Regions from separate parts of the Mus musculus genome. Here all the other regions are linked to region 3. Evidence: chromatin contacts called from public HiChIP or PLAC-seq data. All regions are on one chromosome and are shown on one strand. Each heading gives the region's core, a stretch centred on a gene start, on an enhancer-like site or on the middle of the called end of the contact. The rest is flanking DNA. Distances are from core to core; before and after follow the strand shown.

Region 1 (4,580 bases), core at 633-3,132, 150 kb after region 3:
TGTATGAGCATGGCACTTGATAGGTAGAGGACCTAGGTTGCTAAGCCTATTGTTAGGGGAGGGATGTATATATACCGTATGTGCATGTAAGGGCTTAGGTTGCCATGGCATTTGTAGTAGATAGACGTGTGCATAATTCAAGCTAAGTGGAGTCCTCTATTGTTGAGGTAGTCCGTATAGTCTCTGGTTAGCTATTAATTTTACTTTCAGTGTGCATTTTTAAGAATATCTCACATGCTGTTCTTTTCTACAAGTAGAGATAGTTTTACTTCTTCCTTTTCAATATGAAAACTTTAATTTTCATTTCTTGCCTATTTGCTCTGACAAGAATTTCCAGTAAAATTTGAAATAGAAATGTCAAGAATGAAGTAGATGTGGTGACAAATTACGATATAACAATTATTTGGGAGGCTGAGGAAGGAAAAGCCGTTGAATCCAGGAGTTTGGGACCAGTCTAGAAAAAAGAAAAGGCAGGTTAAAGAGGAGAAATTATGAAATTGGGCAGCCTTGGCTGGCTCTGATCTACCTGTAAGCTTTTCATGGGTGATTTCAATTAAGCTCACGAAATTCCCATTTAGTCAAACAACTTACACATTTTCACCATGGAAGGACTGGGTATTTGACAGATACCTTTCCTCCTGTGTTTATCATATGGCTTTTGCTGTTTGTTATTCTGATGTAATGCATCACACATATTGATTTTCAAATATGAAACTAACTTTGAATTTCTGGTGTGTCAGGGGTCCATACACATGGTATATAATTTATTTATTCTATTTATGGATTTTGTTTGCCACTAATTTGATAAGAGTTTTCAGTTATATATTTATCCAAGATCTGCTTTCATGTGATATCTTTATCTCTATGTGATATATATATATATATATATATATATCACATAAGTCAGGGGCATATTGGAAGTGATCAAATAAAGAAACTTCTTCAAATGATAAAATGTGCAAAAAGATCAAAAATGGTTATATGTTGTTTTCCTTTCATCTTGAACACTTAATTTAAGGCTTTCTAAGTTCATTTTATCTCAGTTATGCACATACTCGTTGAGTGAGCTAATGAGATATAGACTGAGCTTTATAAGTGTTCAAGGCCTGCTGCAATCTTGGTATATAATGTGTGAAGATGTCCTGAATAGACTGATTTTCCCCTGCTCTTTGTTCCATTATGTTTAGAAGATGATCTATAAAAAGCCTTTTAAAAATAACAAACCTGTCTCTTTATATCTGGCTGAAGTATGATTCCAGTGAATATTATAGTTCCTTCCTTAATCAGTACATTAACTGGAATTAATATCTAGTAGGCAAAATACTACTACTGTGAATATATTTTGAGGATATGGTCTCAAGGCATTTATCATTTTTCTTTGACAAATTGGGTGTACTCACATACAGGTGTGTTGGCATGTGTGTCCATCCATCTGCATATGTATATGCTTAAACATAATTCCATTTTGAACATAAGTGAGGATTAGAGATGATTCAAAGTGGTAATCTGGGAGGATTTAAGTTCCCCGTTGACATTATTGTCCTGGCGGTATAAGACATGCAAATTAACTTTTCAGCATAGATGATTTGTTTTCAGACTTTGATAAGAGGCTCTGATGTAGATTTGAGCCTGACATTCCAACCTTGGTGTTTAACTCTTTGCTGACAATCTGCACACAAACATTGGTGGCTGAAGTTCAAGAGAAAGATCCGGATGAGCACGACTCCATTGCTCCTTCTTCCTAGGGCTGAGGCCTGAGAGCTCCCAAAGAGCCTTGCTGTTCCAGGCAACCACGCCCTCCCCACTTCCCATCTCTTGCCTCCCCGCATACTAATCTTCTTTCCACTTCCTGCTGAGCTGGGTGATTGCTGGTCTCTGCCAGTGTTACCTCATTTCCTCTACTGGGAGGTACTCCTCTGTCTCTTGCCTAAGCCATCATGACGTGGCATGCTTCCTCCTGTGAAGTTTTCATTAATCCCCTTCATTCACTGTGCCATTTCTTTCTATTTCTCTACCTTGAAAGAATGTAGATGCCATTTGGAGGACCGTCATCTCTAGTGAGACAAAGTGTTAGACTTAGGGACCAGAGAGATGGCTCAGCAGTTAAGAGTGTGCATGCTACTCTTGCAGAAGACTCAAGACCTGTTCCCAGCACACATATCAGATGATTCACAGCCACCTGTAACTCTAGCAGGATCCAATGCTTCTGATCTCTGTAGGTATCGGTGTTAAAGTACACATTTTCAAGGACCCTTAACTTCAACAAACATGTAATTAAAAATAAAATACAAATGAAATAATGTGGGCTTTGGAGGTGGATAGTCTGGCCATAAAATGGAAAAAACAGATTGGGGATGCCCACAGGCTGAAGATGCTGTCGGGGCAGAAGGAGCCATTCATGTGGGTCCACAGGCATAGACACCTTAGTGATGACTCAGGAAAAACTGTTGTCTCTGGAGGTAGGAGCATTAGTAGACAAAATCTACCAGAACTCCATTTGTAGACATATAGATAATGAGCATGTCTGGTAAATGATGCCATGTGGGATGGAAGGGGCCATCTAGAAAACCACTGCTTAGAAACTTGAGGCTAAGCTGGGCAGTGGATGTGCACACTTTTAATCCCAACACTTGGGAGGCAGAGGCAGGTGGATTTCTGAGCTCAAGGCCAGCCTGGTCTACAAAGTGAGTTCCAGGACAGCCAGGGCTATACAGAGAAACCTTGTCTCAAAAAACAAAAACAAACAAACAAACAAACAAACAAAAAACAAAAAAAAAAACAAGAAAGAAAGAAAGGAAGGAAGGAAGAAAAGAAAAGAAAAGAAAAGAAAAGAAAAGAAAAGAAAAGAAAAGAAAAGAAAAGAAAAGAAAAGAAAAACAAAACTTGAGGCTAATCACCTGGCAGGAAATTCAGAGGCTGGACTCTGAAGTCTAGAAGGAAAGCTCTGATCCAAGAAAGGTGTGGTGGTGCAGTAAATATTATTTGAAGTTTTCTACCTTCAAATAATCATTTAGTTCCCAAATAAACGGCACCAAACCTTTGAATGTATAAGCCTTAAAGCACTAGAGCTGGGCAGATATCAGCCCTCATTGCCATGCACTTACAATCCACCTACCCCGCTGTGACTTCTCTTCTCTTTCTCCTCTCCTCCTCTTCATGGTCCCTCCTCAGAGCCCAAGCCAGGGAACCAAAGCCCTGCCTATCTCTCTTCTGCCCAGCTATAGGCTATAGGCATTTTTATTAGCCAATCATGAATAACTTGAGGGGCAAGGTTAATACAGCAAAAGCTGGTATACAAGAGGATTTGCTCATCTTGGAGCAACCAGACCATGGGGTATAGAATTTAGCATTTGAATACAAGCAGCATCAGACCAACCCACTGCAAACAGGACTAAATAGATATCCAGAGCAGCCCTGACAACACAAAGAGCTGGAGACTGGGTACCAAAATAGATGCTTCTATTGAGCCTAGAGGAGAAAGATGATATTAAATGCTACTTGCTGGATAGGGAAGAAAAGGATGGTTGCAGAGCCTTTAGTACTTATTACTCCAGTCCAAAATGATGTAGGAAGTAGATGTGGACTTGGAGAGAGCAACTTGGAATTTAATCTAATTATAAGAAAGTGACAGAAAAGAGACAAGGTGGTATTGTTCTAGTATAATGTTAAGCAAAGAGACCAGAGGCTCACTGTATGGGATACTGCCAAGTAGGAAAGTTTCCAGGTCACAGGCTTCAGAATTTTCATGGTGGAGAGGATCAGTTTTGTTAGGGTATCATGGTGATTGAGTCGCTCTCCCAATGTTTACAAATCCACAGTGCTTCTACTGTTAATTTTCAATAGTCAGAATTCACTTCTAGAGAATGCATGCATGCATGCATGCATCTAGAATCCTTCTTCCAAATACATTGCTACTAAGCAATGGGATAGTAGGTACCCTGAAAAACCTTCCAGAATAATACCTGGTATAATCAAATCTTTTCAGTCCTAGTACCTGTCAATACCAGCATCCCACTCTTCCGGTGCTGCCAGGAAGCACCAACTAGTGTTGTCTTTCTTTCCTAAATCATCTTCCAAGGCAGGAACTCAAGGCAGGAGCTTCACACAGACACCACAGAAGGGCAAGTAAGACTTACTGACTCCCCTGTCATAGTCAGCCACCTTTCTTAGCTCTACTGGTCTAGGAATGGTCTGGTCAGCATACCAGACCCTCCTACATAATTAGCAATCAAGGAATACACCAGAGACACATCCCGTGGGTTAATCTGATGGAGGAAATCATTTAATTGCGGTTCCTTCTGTCCAGATGTATCAAGTTGGCATCCAAGATTAGCCATCACATAGCATATTGCCTTAGAACCATCACAGAATGACTATCATCTACATTCTTGAGACATCTGTTAATCTAGAAGATCATTTGGACCTGGGGATATTTGATTTTTAAGTCCTCTAAATTCCAAGAAGGCATATGAGACATTCACTAATAACCTGCATCTTTTGAAGACGTTAAAAAGAAGTACATTGAGAGGTAAATAAAGTACTAGTAAATTCACAAGCAATTAGAGATTGGATGTCTATAA
Region 2 (4,678 bases), core at 757-3,256, 220 kb after region 3:
TGAGCAAATGTGATCTAAAGAGAGATGCCCTGGTGGGGAAGTGTTGTGGATGTGGTCTAATGCTGCATGTATTATGTTAATTTGGTCCCCCAAATTACATCTGCACATGCACAAGCTGAGAGACCCTGCCTCTTTTGATTGGTAAATAAAATTGCAGGCAGCCAATAATAGCTGGTCACGGAGACAGAGGCAAGATTTTAGGATTCCTGGGCAAGGGACTGGGGAAGGAGCCGGAAAGGGAAGAGTGGCCATGCCAGGAGAGGAGTGGAAGCTATGCCTGAGGTGTGCCGGACAGAGAACACAGATGTCACGTATGTGCTTGGGAACTCAGCCCAAGAGGGCTGCAGATCTGGGTCCCGGACAGTCAAGATGGAATACAGGTTTTAGTAAGTAATAATTCAGGAATATGGGAGGGGAGTGAGTTAGCTATGTGGAGGTCTGGAAGTGGGCCAGCCATTGAGCTGTTTAAGGCATATTAAAATATAAGGCTCTCTCTCTCTCTCTCTCTCTCTCTCTCTCTCTCTCTCTCTCTCTCTCTGTGTGTGTGTGTGTGTGTGTGTGTGTGTGTGTGTGTCTTTCATTTGAGAGCCCAGAAAATTGGGGTGGCTAGTGAATGAGGAGAACTGCCCTCACTGCCAGGATGATTTGAGTAGAGTTATTTGGGTCAAGCAACAGGGAGGAACACCCGTCATAGCTTGTTCTCTTGCACATGTCTGCCTTAGACTCAGGTAACACCTGCATTTACAGAACTGTGCAGTCCTTTCAGTTTAAAATCAAGACCTCTACCAAGTGCTTACAACTCTGAGAACAGTGGGCTACTTCCCACTTCTGATTGCCAATACATTATTCTTCCATCTCCATCCACTGTCTCCTGTTTCAATGTGCAAAAATGGGCATTAAAAGACATGTGAATTTCAACAGATTTTTAATTTATTTTGTGAAAGAGACATTCACAGGAAAGAAATACACGGATCCTGGTACACACACTAGGTAGCATACAGCATTAATAATAGCCAATTAATGATGTATGTACACAGCTGGAGGGTCTCAGAGGTGAGATGCCTTCTCACAATATGCTCTGAATAAGAGTGAAGAGACCGTCATTAGCATTGTCAACAGGACCATTAACCTGCATTTCCTCCCAGAGGCAGTTTGGAGTCAAGTTCCCCTCAGTAGGAAAATGAACTGCTTTCTTTTTTGGACTTGTCTCTCCATTTTTCTTAAGCACTGCAAATTTACACTTAGTATTTAATTGTTCTTTAATGGAATAGCCATAATTATAATTTCTCTTTCTAATGTATGTAAGCAAACTGAGTAATCGGATCCCGACTTACCGGTTCATCTCCGAATCTGCTGATGGCTCTCTTGATGGAATATTAGAATTTGTTGGGTGGGTGGCTGTGAAATGAACCTTGCCAGTGTATCCTGGGATATTCGCAGACCTGAAGTCAACAGTGAGAAGAGGGGCATAAAAGGAGATTAAAATAATGATTTGTAAAATAGCCATAGTAACTAGATGCACATATGAAAATAGCAAGGAAGAGGCAGTCAAACTGTTTCTCTCTTATAAGGTCCAAGGCTTGGGTACATAACCAGGAAAGGGGAGACGTCAGTACATCTAGGCAACATCTCATCTCTGGTGCCAAAATACTTATTCCAGTGTGTTTGAACTATCATTGTGTGTGTGTGTTTGTGTGTGTGTGTGTGTGTGCCCGTGACTTACCGGTGAGCTACGTTGCTTACTGAACAGCATATACATGCCACACATAACTTTGTACTGATAACCCCGGTATCAATAAAGACACATGCTTGTGTTTACACTCATGATGTCTTTGCTCAAATGTATTTCTTGCCACCATAATCCTTCATATCCTAGATTTCAGATGCTTTTCTGAAACTCTGCATTGACAATACATGTAAATCCGTGCAATAGCACCGCATTGACTTGTTTGTTTTAAACTACCCACTGGTATGTTTCCTCTTCTCTTTCCCTGCCATGGTTAGAATAAGAAAACATGAAAACACAGGAAAAGGTTCTGTAGCGTGTACAGAGAAGACCTCTGTAGCAAAGGCAGTCAACTGAGATCTTGAATAATTTAACTCAGTCATTCAGAAAGACATGAAGAATCACTAAAATGCTTGTCTTAACATTCAAAATGTTTACCCAGATGGCTTACTAAGAAGAAGGAGAGGGTGGGGCACGGAGCCCCACATGAGGCTCAATCCTGGGGCCTGCCTTAACTACCAGGAGCCCAAGAAAAAGGATTTAATTGTACACCTAACAGCTTGGACGCAATGCTGGTATCCAAGCCTTGAGCTGACGCTTACCAGCACCTCAGTCTTAGCTGCCGTCTCACTGCAGAAACATTACAGCCACCATTGCAAACACAGCCCAAGTTGTATCTTTTCAGCTCTGTGGTTTGTACCTCCCTTCCCTGGCGAACCTTTAGAGAGCATGATATCCCATGCTTATTTCTTATTTAAAATGTACTACAACACTAAAGACAAGGCAGAAGCAACAGACCCATGTCTACTAAAGGAGAATTCTCCTTTGGATGTCTTGGCTATGTCCTTTCCCTATAGCTAATGAACCCAACAAAATTTTCTCTGAGAGTGATTTAGCTACAGAGACATTTTGCAAAAGGAAGCTTAGGGAAGGTTGTTGTCCCTTGTTGTGGACTGTATCTTAAATGTCATCCAACAGCCTTTCTTGTACTGACAGACTGATTTTTAGTTTGAAGATGGTAGAACCTTTGAGCTATGGGGCCCACAGAGGCGGAGTTGGGTACAGGGAGTACTCTTAGGAGGCTGCTGGAGGTGGATCTCCCTCTGCATCCTGGTTGCGATTTGAACAGACTTCTCCAGGATTTGCTGGTTCCATGTTATACTGCGTGATCGCAGATCCAAAGAGACATGGCCAAGAACTGTGGACTGAAACTATGTACTATGAACATATATACGTGAGTGTGGGTGTGTTTGTGTGTGTACATACATACATACATATAAATATATACACATATATATGAGTGTATACACACACACACACATATATATATGTGTATATATATATACATACATACATACATACATACATATATATATATATATATATATATATATATATATATATATATATTCTCTTTATAGTTGTTATCTTATTTCAGGCATTTTTTTTTCTTATTGACAGAAATTGGACTAACACATTCCTCAAAATATCAGGTGACAGGAAAGAAAGGGGATGTTAGTGAGGTAAGTGCATGTTCTGGTGTCAGGGTAAAGACAGAGGCCAAGTGATTCCTGTCATCAGCCCTGGGATCTGGTGTCTGGTTAGACTCCTGGCCCATTGTTTCCTCAGCCATGATATCAGATAGTGATATAACCTAAAGGCCTTGTGGAGTGACTATAGCTCACCCTGTAATTTCTTGGTGATTTTTCCTAGGTTGATTCTGTGTTAGTATCAGAATGTTATGGGAAAATTATGTAGCAAGCGGGAAGTTGCTACAATAAAGCTCACAGCTGTCTTGAGTGTGCCATTTTATGGCTCTTGGTGGTAGCCTACTGGCTGAAAGCTAATCACATTGGGTATAACTCCACACTTAAAAACAAGGCAAAATCACTTCAAGAGTTACAGGTCAGAATAAATGGTATGAATTGACATGATTTCTGAGGCTAGAAAAAGGAACAGCAAAAACCAAGGCCCCACACTGAGAGGACTGAGAGGCCTCCTTCTGCAAGCCTGTCTACCCTCTCACTGCCTGTGGGGTGCCATCAACCTTCAGGAAAGCTCTCTGGGCCCCAGTCCAGCCAACTGCAGTTGAAAAGATAGAGACAGGACAATTTAAAAAATAAAATATTTACAAACTGGAAGCCTCATAGTTGGAGAATACAAAATGTATCTAGCGCACACAGCTACAAAGACTTGCAAATTGCTCTACACACTGAAGTCCTTGGCTGTTTAAAAGATGGTGATCTATGTACCAGATCCCACTACTCTGACTAAATCAGGAATGACAGGGCCTGGGACGCTTGCCTTGCTAGCTATCATTTCTCAAAGGTTCTCGGATGGGATGAGGGAGACGTCGTTGTAAACTCAGTTGGAAGGGCCTGTATGATTGAATAGGAGCTGCCAAGTTCTGGGCAGTGTCCCTTGGGATTTCTTGGGAGTTTCTTAAAGTGTAGCTGTAAGGTGGAGAGGTACCAAAAATGAGGTCAAACTACTGATGTGTGTGTGTCTCTTCCCCCAAGCATTCTTTGAAGCTTCCATGCATGTTACCAAGGAAATCCCCTCCATCTGGGTGACAGGTTTTTTCCACTGCCTTTGAAACACCTGCAGAAGTAAAGTACTTCTGAAGTCGTAGTCCTCAGATGGGCAGCTAAGATGCCTGAGAGGTGGATATGAGCAAGGTGTCAATCACGAGAGGGGCTTCATTTAAAACCCACAGGACTCTGTGTGCCTCTGAGGCTTGTAGACAATTTACTGACCTTGACTGGCATCTATGTTACATTGCATAAAGGTTGTTCTATGGTTCATCTTCTCTAATAATGATGACGTAATGATAGCTAGTAACTGCTTAGGCTGCGGATGAATTCAGCTGCATAATAAAGTGCTAAAATATTTGAATATGAAAGTTCTCACCCATGCTCATGCTAAATATATTTCCCTTAACCCTGGCCTACA
Region 3 (4,521 bases), core at 71-2,570:
TGGAGGCTTCTGTCACTTTTAAGCGACAGAAACACAACAGAAGCTTAACTAGGAAGAATCCAAAGACACCAGAGGCTGAAAGTGACAGTCTTGTGGCCTAACGATGCTAAGAACTTGTACACTCTTAAGAAGAGCAGTAGCTCTGTAGCTGGCCCGACCCCATCACTCAGTAATTCACATCCAACTGCACCTCGCAGTGAAAAGGGTCCCAGGATGGGAAAGAAACAACAGCTAAAACCCAGATAAGCAAAGTTCTGAAGTGAAACTCATGCATTTCCTGGCAAATCCCTGAGACACCCACTCTGAGGGTGAGGACCCTGCTTTACAGACTGTAGTGGGGGTGGGGGGAAAGACGGTTTCTTATCTAATCTCCAGCAGCCTAACAGAGGAAGAGACAGGACTCAGTATGAGAACAGAGAAGACAGCTTAGAGCCAGGATTACTCAGGCAAGGCAACTTATTTTTGGTGGACCGCAGGACCTGTGGGTTAACAAACGTAAGCATGGCTCCTGTCCCTAGGGTCCTAACCATCTGAAACCTGAGCAGAATTGAAAGGGTCAGGTCAATACTCTGGTTACATGGGAGGCCAGGGAAGGGCACGCTGAAGGGGTGGGTACATGAATGTAGATGTGTGGGCATGGCTCAGTTGTATACCACATGCCAGTCATGTGCTGGTCTCACTCAACATCATTACCAACAACAACGTGTGCAAGTACACACACACACACACACACACACACACACACACAGACACCCCCACCTCCCACCCCCACACACACATCTTTAAAGACTGTCGGGGCAGGAGGTATCAAGCACAGTCAATGAAAATTCTTTACACACAGTGGTTCAAGTCCACTGGAAATAGGATGGAGCAAGTTTAGAAGCTTTGGTCTTAACCACCATGTCCACCTCTGTGACATACTAAAGAGACTCTGTGGTACATAGGGAGACGAGAGCTTGTGTGTCAGACATGGCACAACAGTGCTGGGGTGACGAGCTCCATGAGTGGCCATGGCACCAGACACCAGGGGAACAGCCAGCCCTGTCCACAGATCTGTGCACAGATAGCTTAGAACGGATGGCAGCTATGTGCAAAATGCATAGATGCCAGGTGGGGCAAGAGTGTGACGCTGGCTTCCATAGCCATGCTACTGGGAGAGTAGATGTGGAACAAGCACAGAACAACCTGAGATTAAAAACAGGAAATGGGTGAACTGAGTGCCCCTTCTGGGAAATGATGAAATGAAATGGGTTTCAACCTTAAGGTGTAACCATGAAAGGCTGAGTTCAATCAAGGTTGCTAAGCTGTATGCAGGGACATCCTTTTAAAAAGCAAAATCCTTGTTGTTACTACAGTTCAACCCACTCCTTCAGTATCTTAAGAATACAGTGCTGAAGTCCTCAAAGAGTTCACCACATCACAAAAAGGGTACAACTCCTGAACAGCTGCAGAGTGGCGGATCATTCAGGGTTCCTCAGCCTGAACTCGCAGAGTTCATTACTAGGCACTATCTATGATGTTATAGAGAGGTGTTAACACACATAGATTAATTGAACAATTGGGAATCAGAGAGAATGACTTAGTCCAAAAGCAGTGTTTTCATTTACAAAGCAGGTTTGAGAGCTGAAATTGTGTCAAACGACTATCACTCTGTGTTTTGCACCCCCGGCTCCAGGCCAGCTGCCTGTGGCACCACCTGTGACTCACTTGCACCCAGCACTTGTAGATGAAGGCCAGAGACAAGCCCATCCAGCAAGGCTTTCCTACAGACCGACAGCAGGGCAGTTGTACAAATCATACCCAAGATCTACATTTATGAGTAACCCATGCAAATGAGAGGGATTGAAAGAAAAGAAATGATGGGAAGTCTAACAGCATAAGTATTTTCACACTTCGGTGACACATTTCTAACGGTCAGGAGTGAGCAGAGCTCTCTGTGGGCAAGGTTAGCACCTCTCGGCAACGTTGAGCAGCATTCAGTTGCTGAGGGTCTGTAGTGCAGCTGCAGGGCCCCTCACAGCACACACTCTTTAAAGAGCAGGGTAGAGAGTGGGAGCGGCTTTTGCTTTGGCACACTAGATTTCTAGGAGGGTGCTAACCATAGCTTGCAAAGCTACGGCAGCAGCCAGAGGGTCTGGACCAGTGGTGATGAGGAAAGTTCGTAGGTCTTTGCACTACCGGTAGCAGGGATCAGACTTGAAGCTCAAGGAGACAAAGTACAGAATACATCATGTCTCCACCTGGCCAAGTATCCCAGGGTGTCAGCCCTGAGTTCTGAGACTGAGGCCACAGCACAGTTACTCAGGAACCATCTCCAAGTCCACCCCAGGGCAGCCATGCTCTACATGACATGCTCCCTGTAGCTGATGAAGTATTTCTCATTGGGGAATCATTTTGCCTTTTCAAATTGGCTTTTTTATTTCATATTGATTCTTCCAACCCTATGGCTCTCTGAATACCTTTATAAACTGAAACACACAGGCCTTCTTGCTTTGAGAGTCTTGACTCAAATTGTACCTGGATGGTCCTCAAATGTCCCTTGCTTATTTTCAATCAATGCCATAACATACCCACTCTTCATTGTTTTCACAGGAGTGGGGATTGAACCCAGGGCCTTGCACAAGCTAGATGGGTACTCTACCACTGAGTCATACCTTTATCCATTCAAGATGTTAACATGTAAGAATCAGGAATTTCAGTGTGACAGTTTCTCTACTCCTTTTCAAGACAGGGTCTTGCTGTGTAGCCCCAGCTGCTTTGAAATCACAATCCTCCTGCCTCAGCCTAGCCACAAGTGGTTTTAATAAGGATGAGTCATGCTCTCAGCTTTCTTGGAAAAGGCTGTGACAGAACAAATGCTTTAGACTAGGGATCACTTGATCATGAGAAAGCCACCCAAGTCACTCTCAACATTACATATCCTGGGTGCCTGTTCATACCTGTTGAAGACTATCCCTGACTCAAGCCTTCCTTCAATGGCCTTCAGTCACTCCCAAGCCAAAGCCGGCAAGCCAGTTTCCACCATATTTGAAGACACATAATATGTCATCTAAAGACCTACATATGTCTCCTCAAAACTGATTTCTCTCCTTGCTTGTTGTATGCATTGCAGGTTTTTTTTTTTAAAATATCCTGCCCCCTCAGAAAAACTCAAGCTCATCTCATTCACCCCCATTTTCCTCATTATATGCCTGGCAAGTATGTCCCCAACAAAATTAGACTAGATGGCAGCTACTTGGCCTCAGAATGGCATTTAACAAGTATTTGTTCTTTGGATAGCAACAAAGAAAAAGTCAGTGACAGCCTAAAGAATCTGAAAACTTGGATCCATAGTCCTGTGAGAGATTTTCTGCCAAAGATCAGAAAATGAAGCCCTTAAGCTAACTAGCCAGGTAAGCAAGCATGGCATCTGGCAACTCCATACAGTGACCACTCTTTCAGCCTGTGCCAGGTCCCTGGGCATGCGCTTGGAATCTGCCTGTCTACAGCACAGAGGCAAGGTTTCCTACAGCAACCCTATCCCACATGGCCCATGTGCTACCTCTCCCTGTACTTGGCAGCACATTTTTCAGAGTGTGAATAGATCTTACTGAGAGACTGGACATCTACTAATGGCTGTTAAACATGACAACCGCTCGTTGAAGCTGCTCCAGCCTATCTCATTTATTTTATTACATATCTACCTATAGATACATTGCCAACGGCATCCGTATCTATTATAGTGGTCTAGTTGGTTTGTTCCTGAAACAAAATGGTGGCCAGCTTATTGTTCCAGTAAGTAGGGTCCCTGCTTGTTGTGGGGTGATACCCATACTCTTCAAAAGCACTTTACTCTTCTTCAAGTCTTCATGCATAGTGTTGGGGAAGCAGTACCTTTTAAAGATGCTTTACCTCAAAGAATATGTACCAGATAGCTTTCTGAACATGCCTACCCTGTTCTCGCTTTCTTTCCTGAAGTGAGATTATTACTAACAGCCCAATTATGGGGGCATCTCTGATCAGCAAACCTCCTATCCTGGTTGGGACACATGTGGGTCTGAAGAGATTGCGTGGTACCTCTGAATGCAACAGTTTCAGACCTTAACTTTTCTGACAAGCTCAAACAATTTCTGCCAGCATTTACCAGTGTGGAGGTGTGAGTGACAGATGAGAAATCAAGCAAGGGTATCATTTTGGTAATGCCCCAGCATACATACAGAAGGAAAATCTTGGGATTTATGCCATTCTTTCTAAACCCAAAGCTAAAATTTATATCTCAATTATAGCGAAACATTCTGCCTTTCTGGCCAGCTCCTATTTCTTTCAAGAGAGATTCCCCAGCCTGAAGAATGGGTAAGGAACTCCATCAGCACCAAGGGAACATCACTTAACACAAACCAGGAGGGCTGTACCAACAGCCATGGCCACCTCTCCACTTACCATTATTATCAAGCTTTCTTTCTACCTGGTTCCCCTTCACTTAACCTTTCTAAGAACTCTTTGTGCATTGATAGTAAACCATCTGCTCTTGAGTGATTTGAC

Evidence for each region. HiChIP or PLAC-seq counts read pairs in DNA pulled down with a chosen protein or histone mark.
Region 1: a BATF HiChIP or PLAC-seq map of CD8 T cells shows a contact between it and region 3, with 5 read pairs. The contact joins two enhancer-like sites. A contact is called at or near these places in 2 of 15 datasets of contacts at CTCF or cohesin (CD8 T cells and large pre-B cells), 15 of 484 Hi-C or Micro-C datasets (B cells, the Ba/F3 cell line, ECoMG myeloid progenitors and 10 more) and 11 of 115 datasets of contacts at active chromatin or transcription factors (the 230-238 cell line, CD8 T cells, the HPC-7 cell line and 7 more).
Region 2: a contact with region 3 is called in an H3K27ac HiChIP or PLAC-seq map of double positive thymocytes, with 5 read pairs. The contact joins two enhancer-like sites. A contact is called at or near these places in 1 of 39 promoter capture datasets (the C10 cell line), 2 of 15 datasets of contacts at CTCF or cohesin (CD8 T cells and large pre-B cells), 22 of 484 Hi-C or Micro-C datasets (B cells, the C10 cell line, CD4 T cells and 13 more) and 11 of 115 datasets of contacts at active chromatin or transcription factors (CD8 T cells, the HPC-7 cell line, T-cell acute lymphoblastic leukemia and 8 more).

The regions. Positions count from the first base shown.
Region 1 is chr11:11,571,168-11,575,747 of GRCm38.p6, reverse strand. All of the region lies in intron 1 of Gm11998 (predicted gene 11998), which reads right to left. Among named protein-coding and RNA genes, the nearest start is that of Gm29945, 16 kb to the right of the region's middle. Within about 2 kb of position 1,882, at least 91 of the 459 cell types and tissues checked have an H3K27ac peak or open chromatin away from gene starts, as enhancers often do. A contact at or near this core is called in the Ba/F3 cell line, CD8 T cells, the G1E-ER4 cell line and 3 more, where this site is marked.
Region 2 is chr11:11,505,994-11,510,671 of GRCm38.p6, reverse strand. It overlaps Spata48 (spermatogenesis associated 48), which reads right to left. Exons shown (of 9, transcript NM_001347068.1): 8 at 1,335-1,442. Among named protein-coding and RNA genes, the nearest start is that of Spata48, 45 kb to the right of the region's middle. Within about 2 kb of position 2,006, at least 4 of the 459 cell types and tissues checked have an H3K27ac peak or open chromatin away from gene starts, as enhancers often do. A contact at or near this core is called in double positive thymocytes, where this site is marked.
Region 3 is chr11:11,722,965-11,727,485 of GRCm38.p6, reverse strand. All of the region lies in intron 3 of Ikzf1 (IKAROS family zinc finger 1), which reads right to left. Among named protein-coding and RNA genes, the nearest start is that of Ikzf1, 39 kb to the right of the region's middle. Within about 2 kb of position 1,320, at least 46 of the 459 cell types and tissues checked have an H3K27ac peak or open chromatin away from gene starts, as enhancers often do. A contact at or near this core is called in the Ba/F3 cell line, CD8 T cells, the G1E-ER4 cell line and 3 more, where this site is marked.